Linked DNA regions of Danio rerio: region 2 is linked to region 1. Evidence: chromatin contacts called from public Hi-C data. All regions are on one chromosome and are shown on one strand. The core of a region is the stretch at or near the end of the contact, and the rest is flanking DNA. Distances in the headings are between cores, read along the strand shown. Region 1 holds the start of trim62.1 (tripartite motif containing 62, tandem duplicate 1). Region 2 holds the start of prxl2b (peroxiredoxin like 2B).

What was found. A called contact is a pair of places that touch in the nucleus more often than the background predicts.
Region 2: a contact with region 1 is called in a Hi-C map of hematopoietic stem cells, with 1.9 times the contacts expected there. The contact joins the promoter of prxl2b here to the promoter of trim62.1 in region 1. A contact is called at or near these places in 2 of 18 Hi-C or Micro-C datasets (caudal fin and hematopoietic stem cells).

The regions. Positions count from the first base shown.
Region 1 is chr11:43,067,121-43,072,362 of GRCz12tu, forward strand. trim62.1 (tripartite motif containing 62, tandem duplicate 1) reads right to left here and starts at 2,393. Exons shown (of 6, transcript NM_001080674.1): 1 at 2,243-2,393.
Region 2 is chr11:43,296,178-43,301,419 of GRCz12tu, forward strand. It overlaps prxl2b (peroxiredoxin like 2B), which reads right to left and starts at 2,491. Exons shown (of 7, transcript NM_213313.1): 1 at 2,371-2,491. The coding sequence starts at 2,433. The region is part of intron 3 of LOC141376672 (a long non-coding RNA gene); the gene reads left to right. slc45a1 (solute carrier family 45 member 1) reads left to right here and starts at 4,710. Exons shown (of 10, transcript NM_001374639.1): 1 at 4,710-4,899.

The DNA of each region.
Region 1 (5,242 bases), core at 1,143-3,642:
TTATTATATGCAGACTGTCAATCAGTCACCATTAGACATGTACTGATATTGAACACAATAAAATACTGGATAATGAACAAATTGCCATGAATAATTATTTACCATTTCAAACCTTTAGTAGCAGAATTGAAAGAATTCTTATATGTAGATTGAAAAATAATTAATAAATGTAATGGAAGAAAAAAAATGAATAAAGCACAGATAAAACAAGTAAAGATGTAATTATTTTCTGTATTACTTTTATTTTTCAAATATTACCTTAGCTTTTGGATTTTGATAACCTTTTATTATTTTCCCCATAACATTATTTTACTTATTGTTATTTGTGCAGGTTTTCATGACTGATGTTGATATTGCAACATTCATTTAACGAATAAACCAAACCATTAAATAATTACAGAAGTTGGTTTTATATATTCGCACATTCATTAATTTCGCAGTCTCTATATTGTTTACCATGATTTTTTTGAATATTCGATTGAAATTAGCATGCAAGTGTGACTTTTAAACAACATTAACACTAATTCACTGTGAACCATGTTGCACTTTGATAGTCATTTGCTTCTAATATGATTTACCTATTTATAATTGGAACTGAACACTTCTGAAATTATATAACTGAAGATAATATCTGAATATCCGAATATATAACCAGCTTTACCTCTATCTCTTTGATTTGACATTTTATCAATGAAAATAGTCTGTTTTAGCTATAATTTTATATTTTTTCTCTGTTGTGTTGTGTGATGTGGTTGTGTAAAATGGTGCTATATAAATAAATTTGACATTGACAAAAAATAAATAAATGAATAAACCACAGATGAAACAAATATAGATGCAATTCATTACTGTATCACTTTTTATTCAAATATTAACTTTAAGGGTTTTAATAACCTTTCATTACTTTCCCCATAACATTATTTTACTTATTGTTATTTGTGCAGGTTTTCAAGACTTCCATGATATTATCACATCCATTTAACGAACAAACTAAACAATTAAATACATAAACTAATTATGAAACAGGTTAGTTTATTCAGTTTGCCACACCACATCCCTTCAACATTAACAAGACCTGCACAGAATTTAAGATCTGAAACGAATAAAATACATGCAAAACCATTTATCTTTAAAGCAGGTTATTGAGGTTGCCATCACTGACTTGCACTAAACTTAATTGGATCTCTCCAAGTCAATTTAAATCAGTGGTGTAAAGAAATCTTTGTTTTTGAAACAAATGAAGACAGCAGAAGTCAATGATTCATTTTCATTATTCAGTCGGACATGTTTTTGCTCCAAAATATTTTAAATGTTTAACAAATTAAAATATATTGTGTTTAATGGGGGAAAAGTTTTATTTTTTTTCCCAGACATTTAAAAAGAATATATTTTAGAGCAGTAATCGCACAACTGTCAAACCGTGATACTTTTATCCAAGGTTATCATACCGTCAGAATCTTACTGTATACCAGCTCATGCCTACTGGACAATGAACAAATTGCCATGAATAATTGTTTATCATTTAAACCTGTAAAATCAGAATTAAAGATTTTTTTGTATGTAGATTGAAAAAAAAAAATGGAATAAAAGAAAAATAAATGAATAAAGCACAGATTCAACATGAACAGATGTTTGCATCACTTTTTTTCTTCTACAAATATTACCTTAAGTTCTGGATTTTAATAACCTTTTATTATTTTCTGCATAACATTATTCTGCTTATTGTTATTTGTGCAGGTTTTCAAGACTTCCATGAAAATATCACATCCATTTAACCAATAAACCGAATAGTTAAATAATTAAACTAATTATAAAACAGGTTAGTTTATACAACTTGCCACTCCACATCCCTTTAATATTCAACACGACCTGCACAGAATTTAAGATCTGAAACGAATGAAATAGATGTAAAACTATGAATCTCTAAACCAGGTTATTGAGGTTGCCACCATAGACTTGCACTAAACTTAATTGGATCTCACCAAGTCCATTTAAATCAGCCGTGTACACACCAGAAAAGCTTCCGTACACCATGGTAATTCAACAAAAGTTACTAACATCTCTTGTCTGTTTCAGATTACACCTTTTCAGCCATTCCTCCTCCCTTTTCCCCGTTATCTTCATCGTGTTGTTTATCAAAGCCGGTTGCTAAATAATTAGCCAGCTAGCAGGATGTGTAAACAGATTTTCCATCTATTCGATCTTGTGCAAAAAAACTGACATTATGACTTCATTCGCTTACCCAAAACGGTCCTGGCGCGTTGTACACTGGAAGCAGCCGACTGTCACATAATTAGGAGAGCGGGTCGTGGTTTTAATTCAACATTTTCATCACGTCAGACCCTTCAAAAGCTGAAGCGACCGACCGACCGCACGCGCAGCTCTTCACAATCCCACTGCTCCACACTCGATCCAGAGGCGCACAGCAACGGAGCGAACCAACTGCACACGGGGAGGGACATTCACACACAGGGGGTAGACTGATACAACTCTGTCATTATAATTATATGTAGAATAAATTTAATTAATTAAAGATTTAATTTTCCCTATGTGTTGATTATCTGGGCTGATTTCTTGACATATTTAAGAAGATATTTTTTCACGGATGAAGGGTAAATCCCTCCCGTTGCTGTGATGGTTCAGCTCAAGCTTCCTCATCACAGGCAGAAATGAGCATATGATAATATCAGTGATTGCTCGCACTCTGCTGGCGTGTTTGTAGGTCGAATGTAAAGACAAAATTGGTTTTATACGAGTTCAGCATACTGGTAAGTTCTTTTTAAATTAAGGACCAGTTTTAAACCACAAAGTCAAACCATACTTCATTATAATTTAAGCTATTTTTTTGCTTGTCCTACATCCCATAAGAATATATAACATTCTAATATATTTCTGCGCACCTTTATCTATTATTAATGTTTTATTATTCTAATTTGCTTGTATTATAAGCCTTTTATTATTATATTTTTGTTATTTTGTATCATAAAAACTGTTATAATAATAATAATATCTGTTTTGTGTAGTAGTAGTAATAATAATAATAATAATAATAATAATAATAATAATAATAATAATAATAACAACAACATTATTATTGTGGACGAATGCATTTATATTATGATATATAACATTTACATTTTACATTCACGCATTTTGCAGATGCCTTTATCCAAAGCTACATACATTGCATTGAAGGTACACATTTTATCAGCTCTCACTTTTGCTGCACAAGGATCAAACCCACAACTATTTTTTTCTTTACCTGATTAGAACAATTTTTAAAACTTAGCACTTTTCTCAAGCCATTTTGACCAAAAATACATATTTTATAAATGATTTTCATATTGCAATATATAAAAACGAATCCAGGTTTGGGGCAAAAAAAATAAACAGTTTTGAAAATAAATAATAATTCATTCATTTTCTTTTCGGCTTAGGTCCCTTTATTAATCTGGGGTTGCCAAAATAAATAAATGGAAAGAAATTAAAAGTTGAATAAAAATAAAAAAAAATAAAAATTAATATTGCAATTAATTGCAATAACAATGAAAGCAACAGCAATAATAATAAATTATTAATAAATTAATAATTGATTTATTAATTTATAAATTGTTAATTATTAATTCTAAACTATTTTACATTTATTTATGTATTTAATATTATTTTATATTACATCATATAATAAATATTAAAATACAGTTTTATTTTGAAAGCGGTTTGTTGGCGCAGTCACTGTCGCCTCACAGCAAGAAGATTGCTGGTTTAAGTCCCGGCTGGGTCAGTTGGCATTTCTGTGAGGAGTTTGCATATTCTCCCCATGATTGAGTGGGTTGTCTCTGGGTGCTCCAGTTTCCAAACACATGCATTATAGGTGAATGGGTAAGCTAAATTGTCCATGTATGTGTGTGAATGAGTGTATGGGTGTTTCCCAGTAATGGGTTGCAGATGGAAGGTCATCCGCTGTGTAAAAACATATGCTGGATAAGTTGGCAGTTCATTCCGCTGTGGGGACCCTTGCTGAAAAAAGGAACCGTAAAAGTTTTATTTTTGCACTAAATTTATGCAAATATTTTTTACAATATTAATAATTTTAAAACAGTGAACAGTATTTTCATTTATATAAACATTTTTTCTGTAATAAACTTAATTTTCTTATGAACAAAATGTATGTGGGTGTATGTGTGTTCATAATTTGGATATCTCAGCGGGGATACACCTGATTAGTTTTGCTACATTTTATGAGTTCACTAGTTAATACTAGAGTTTGCTGTAGCATTCATTAACAAAGTGTTGTAAATACTATAAAACATACAGTATAACACACTTGTCTGATCAATGTTTAATACTTTAGGGAACACAAAAAGGAGAAGATATAGCCAGATTCTGCTGTTTCTCATTTGCTCTGAAAGAGAGTTGTGAAATATAGTATATCCTTCACTGAACTGGCATTTAGGCCTACCTGAAACAGGAAGAACATGTTTCCTTGTTTATGTACTGTATAATATTGCAGATCATAAGTTAACCCTGTGGTTGACAAAACATAGATTAGGCACTTGAGTAAAGGACAGACACAAGGTGTCCCAGTACTGGGTTACAGCTGGAAGAGCATCTGCTATGTAAAACATATGCTGGAATAGTTGGTGGTTCATTCCACTGTCGCAACCCTATGATAAATAAAAGACTAAGCCGAAGGAAAATGAACGAATGATTCAATTATTCATTCTTTTTTTCGGCTTAGTCCCTTTATTAATCTGGGGTCGCCACATGCAGCAGAATGAACCGCCAACTTATCCAGCATATGTTTTACACAGCAGATGACCTTCCAGTTGCAACCCATCTCTGGGAAACATCCATACGCACTCATTCACACTTATACACTACAGACAATATAGCTTATTTAATTCACCTGTACTGCATGTGTTTGGACTGTGGGGAAAACCGGAGCACCCGGAGGAAACCCACATGAACGCAGAGAGAACATGCAAACTCCACACAGAAATGCCAACTTACCCAGCCGAGACTCGAACCGGCGACCTTCTTGCTGTGAGGCCACAGCACTACCTACTGCACCACTGCATCGCAAAAATAAATAAATAATTTTATATTTGAAATGTATTTAATAAGGAGTTAATTAGTAGTTTATTGAGATTGTATCTTGGTTAATGGTTTATTAATAGTATGAAATAAAAAATAAAAAATATTTTATTATGTATATTTAACTTAGTTATTTAATTAATTTGAG
Region 2 (5,242 bases), core at 1,241-3,740, 230 kb after region 1:
TGAAGTTGCAATTGTTTTTCCTATTGTAAATGCTTTGCAACTTAGAGCCAATGTAGGACAGACTTGATTCTGACCATTTGAAATTGCTTTTATTAATAACTATTGATAGATTTCATGTAAGTAACAGATTACTTTCCTGCCTTTATAACAGTAAATAACCAGAAAGGAGATTTTGTTAATGAGGGACTGAAAGATTTTTATTAAATAATTATAAGGGCATCAGATTATTTTTTAAATGTGCATGGATAACAGATTATTTTCTTTAATCTGCATGGATAAATCCTTTATAATATATACTGTAATATTGCATAAAGAACTGTCCATCTTGTCTTCATGTAGGGTCTCCAAGCTTCAAGTGGTATAGAATAGCAGAGGGGTGACACGTTGGCTCAGTGGTATGCGCTGTCCCGTCACAGCCATAAGGTAGCTGGTTTGAGTCCCACCTGGGTCAGATGGCATTTCTGTGTGGAGTTTGCATGTTCTTTCCCTGTTGGTGTGGGTTTCCTCCCGGTGCTCCAGTTTCCCCCACAGTCCAAACACATGCGCTATAGGTGAATTGGTTAACTAAATTGGCCTTAGTGTACGAGTGTGAATGAGAGTATATGAATGTTTCTAGTACTGGGTTGCAGCTGGATAAGTTGGCGGTTCATTCCACTGTAGCGACCACTGATTAATAAAGAGACTAAACTGAAGGAAAATGAATAGGTAAATGAATAGAATAGCAGCATGCTTGTGGATCAATCAAACTTTATTTCGATTTTTTTTTTTACCAAACAAGATAGTTCACACAAAAATGAAATGTTTTTCACCATTTACTCACTCTAAACAGGTTCCAAACCTAGTCACTTTATTCTGGTGAACACATTCATTCATTCATTCATTCATTCATTCATTCATTCATTCATTCATTTTCTTTTCGGTTTAGTCCCTTTGTTAATCTGGGGTCGCCACAGCAGAATAAACCACATCTGGTAAACACAAAAACTAGTCCAAACACATGCGCTATAGGAGAATTGGGTAAGCTAAATTGTCTCTAGTGTATGAGTGTGTATGGATGTTTCCCAGTGATGGGTTGCAGCTAGAGGGCATCTGCTGCGTAAAATATATGTTGGAAAAGTTGGCGGTTCATTCCGCTGTGGTGACCCCAGATTAATAAAGGGACTAAGCCAAAAGAAAAATGAATGGAGAACCTTAATCATTGCATTTTTTACTTAATTTGACAATGCAGTACAGGTATAGGTACCTACAAATACACCAAAGCAGCAAATCTTTGCATAATTGCATAAGTTTGAAGTTAGCTTTTATTATTTTGATCATTCTAATGATTTACATTGTAAAGACTCTTAATTTGTTTTCATTGCATTTGACACCTAAAGCAGTGAATGAGCTATTTCATATCTGAAGTGTCAAGTGTGTTTTTATCACATCAGCACAGACCAAACTGATCCCAGGACAGGGGCGATAATCACATAATAAACATCATTTACAGTTTATCAGGTGCGGTGTGAAAGATCTCAAGCAAGAGATTGAGGTAAAGTTGAGTAGCAACTTGTGACATGCTTCCTATATTGTTTACCATGGTGCTATTACCATTTCGGTCTAAAATCACATGCAAGTATGACTTCAAAACAACATTAGCTCCATTTAATTGACTGTGAACAATGTTGGACTAATGTTACCTTTTAGAATTAGCAGCAAATACTTTTCTCCAAAATTCCAAGACTTTTCCAGGTTTTACGTGACCGTATAAACCCTCAGTATATAAATGTTATATACATTTTCTAAAGCTATATTATTAAAGAGAAAGTCAGAAATTGTTTAAATAAATCCAACTTTACCTCAATAAGCAAGAGGAAAAACGTCTGTTTACAAGGATAGAGGTAAAGTTGGTTTTATATTCTGATATTTATACATTCTCCTCAATAATATAATTTCAGAAATGTATTATTTGCTAATTTTAAATAGAAATCACAGCAAATGACTATCAAAGTACAACATGCTTCACAGAGAATTTGATAGTGTTAACGTTGTTTAGAAGTCATATTAGCATGCCAATTCCGATTAAATATTCAAAGTAACAAGGAAAACAACATAGAGACTGCTAAATAAACGAATGTGCGAATATAAAACCAACTTTACCTCTATTTTACAAAGCCATAACAGGACCATGGCACATGGCACATCAGAATAAAAGGCGTTTTCATGAAAATACTTAAAAAAAACTGTCATTTAAATTATCTGAATATAAAATAATATTTCCTATTTAAGTTTACATATGAACAAATACGTTACACTAACACTAACGTTAATACAGAGACATAACGTTAGTACACAAACACAGAAACACTTCTGGTGAATTATTAACGTTACCTCTCCCGTCGTAGTGTTTTTCAGTTGGTTGGCTCCTAAGCTGGTCAAGTTTATGGACGACATTTTAGTGTTTATATATATATATTTTAGCTTTTAGGTGTGAAATTCGCCCTCGTTTCCTTCAACGGTACTTCACACTTTAAACAACCACAAACAAAACCGCCGCTGTTATATACACACGCCTACTTGTGTAAGACATGACGTGATTGACACACGTGTGAACCAATCACAGGGTGAAGAATTCAAACCATGTGCTTTGTGGGCGGGGCTTATTACATAAATATGACAATAGCACTCTTGTTTCGTTATCTATGCAACCTTATCAGTTATTTAATCACCCTCCTAAAATCGTTTTTACAATGTAAAGTCATTAGTTTTATAAGTAAGAGGATGGTATAAATACATTAGAATTTTATTTTATTCAGGTTTAAAATTCTAAACGATTATTTAGGGTGTGGTTAGTCTACATCAAAGGTCAGTCATTTCAGTCCATCTTCCTCCATTTGAAGGTTGTACTAATGATTTACATTTGATAATCAATACCGACCAAGTGAAAAAAAACTAAAGTATTTTTTTTAAAGATGCGAATATAGTTAATTATTGCCTTTAAAATGGTGTTGGTTTACCAGATCTTTTTGACTTAAGGCAAGACATTACATTAAATAAATAAAGACCCTGACTAAATAAATAGTTCCCCAGTTCATTGGTTACATGTACATTTTTTTTCTATTAAGATGTATTAAAATATACAAATGATACATCATTTAAATTAAATGCACACACACACACACACACACACACACACACACACACACACACACACACACACACACACACACACATTTAAAAGGTATGATAGCATACATATAGACTCCACCATTTAGAAAAGTACACTATATAGTGTATAACTGCAGGTTAACTATCTCTCTCTTTCTATATATATATATACTGTCACTGACTCTCTCTAAGTTTAACTGTAATGTAATAATGTGCATCTTTTGAAAAGCTGCTTAAGACTGATAATTGTTGTGAAAAGCAGTGAGAAAACAGCCTTTAACATGTATTATAGGTTATAGCCAAATAGTTTAATGTCTAAAAAATTATTATACAGATGCAAATTGATAACGTGTGATAAAAATTAGGCAATTAAAAGCATCCTTTTTCATTAGACTGAAAAAAACACTTGATAGAAAACCTAAAATCTAAAAGCTCAAATTAAATAAATATAATTTATTTTCAAATAAAATGCAAAAAAACAAAACCAATAAATATTTTAGTAAACAAAGTAAGCAAAATAAAAAAATAGATATTATATATAGGTAATGAAGTACATAATTTGAATAGTTACTATAATGCTTTTAATATATATTTTTATTTTTTCATTAAATAATTTTACAATAAAACAGATCCCAAATTTGTTTGTCTGTCTATAAATGCAAATTAAATGCAACACAAGTGCACACACACACACACACACACACACACACACACACACACACACACACACACACACACACACACACACACACACACACACACACACACACACACACACATGACTGCATTGGTGCATATGTAATCAGATAATTCAATAGAATAGGTATTATAGCTCACATAGACTCCAACAAGCAGTTTCTTTTAATTTTTAAACACCATTTTAAGGTCAATATTATTAGCCCCTTTAAGCTATTTTTTTCGATAGTCTACAGAACAAACCATCGTTATACAATAACTTGCCTAACTACCCTAACCTTCCTAGTTAACCTAATTAACCTAGATAAGCCTTTAAATGTCACTTTAAGCTGTATAGAAGTGTCTTGAAAAATAGTCAGATAGTATTTACTGTCATCATGGTAAAGATAAAATAAATCAGTTATTAGAGATGAGTTTTTAAAACTATGATGCTAAGAAATGTGTTGAAGAAATCTTCTCTCCGTAATATATATACACTGTTCACCCTAAAGTTTAACTGTAATGTAATAGCGTGCGTCATTTGTAAAGCTGCATAAAAATGATATTGTGAAAAGCACTATACAAATAAACTGGAATTTAATTGAATTTGTGTTATAATATATTTGTTTTTTATTTAAAAAAAATTATATTAATCCAAATTAAGAAAGAAATATAGCCTATGATAAATAAATAAATAAATAAATAAATAAATAAATAAATAAATAAATAAATAAATAAATAAATAAAAGACAAATAAGCAGTGTGAGATGTGCAGGACATCTTGAAGGTCCACATGTCATTTGGAGTGTTTTTGACAGGTGTCAGTTTTCGGCTGATGCTGATGCTGCAGATATATTGGCGCGGGCGGAGGCGATGCCGTGACGTCACGACGGACGGGAGGAGGAGAGATGATGCGAGGACAGGGGGAGACCGGAGGAGCAGCACGATAAAAGCTGAGAAATGACTGCGCCAGAAAGGACGAAAAAAGATGAAACGTTAAACAGCAGCGTCAACGCGATGCGCCGTCCCGTCTGCTGCCTGCAACCCAGTAATGCATGAAGAGCATCCCGGATAAAGGTAATGTTATAGTATCTGTTTGCGTCCGCACGCCTCACAAAGAGCTGCTGTTCTATTTACATTTAAAGCAAGCGCTTTTAACGTGATTATCACACCACTGAAGTGTCATATAGCTGTGTGGTTAAACCGAAAACATGTTTGGCTCTCCAAGCACCCTCCTTCCTATTCATCCATAATTAAACATGTTTGTGAATCAAAGCTAGTGCGCGCGTTTTATTCATGGAGAAAAATCCTCATGTGGATAATCGTGAAATTGGAGCATTGTTGAGATGTGTGCAGGAAGGAGTCTGCAGTTGTGCGTTTTGCTTTCTCAGCTATGGAGAGACCGAGCACATGTGCATTG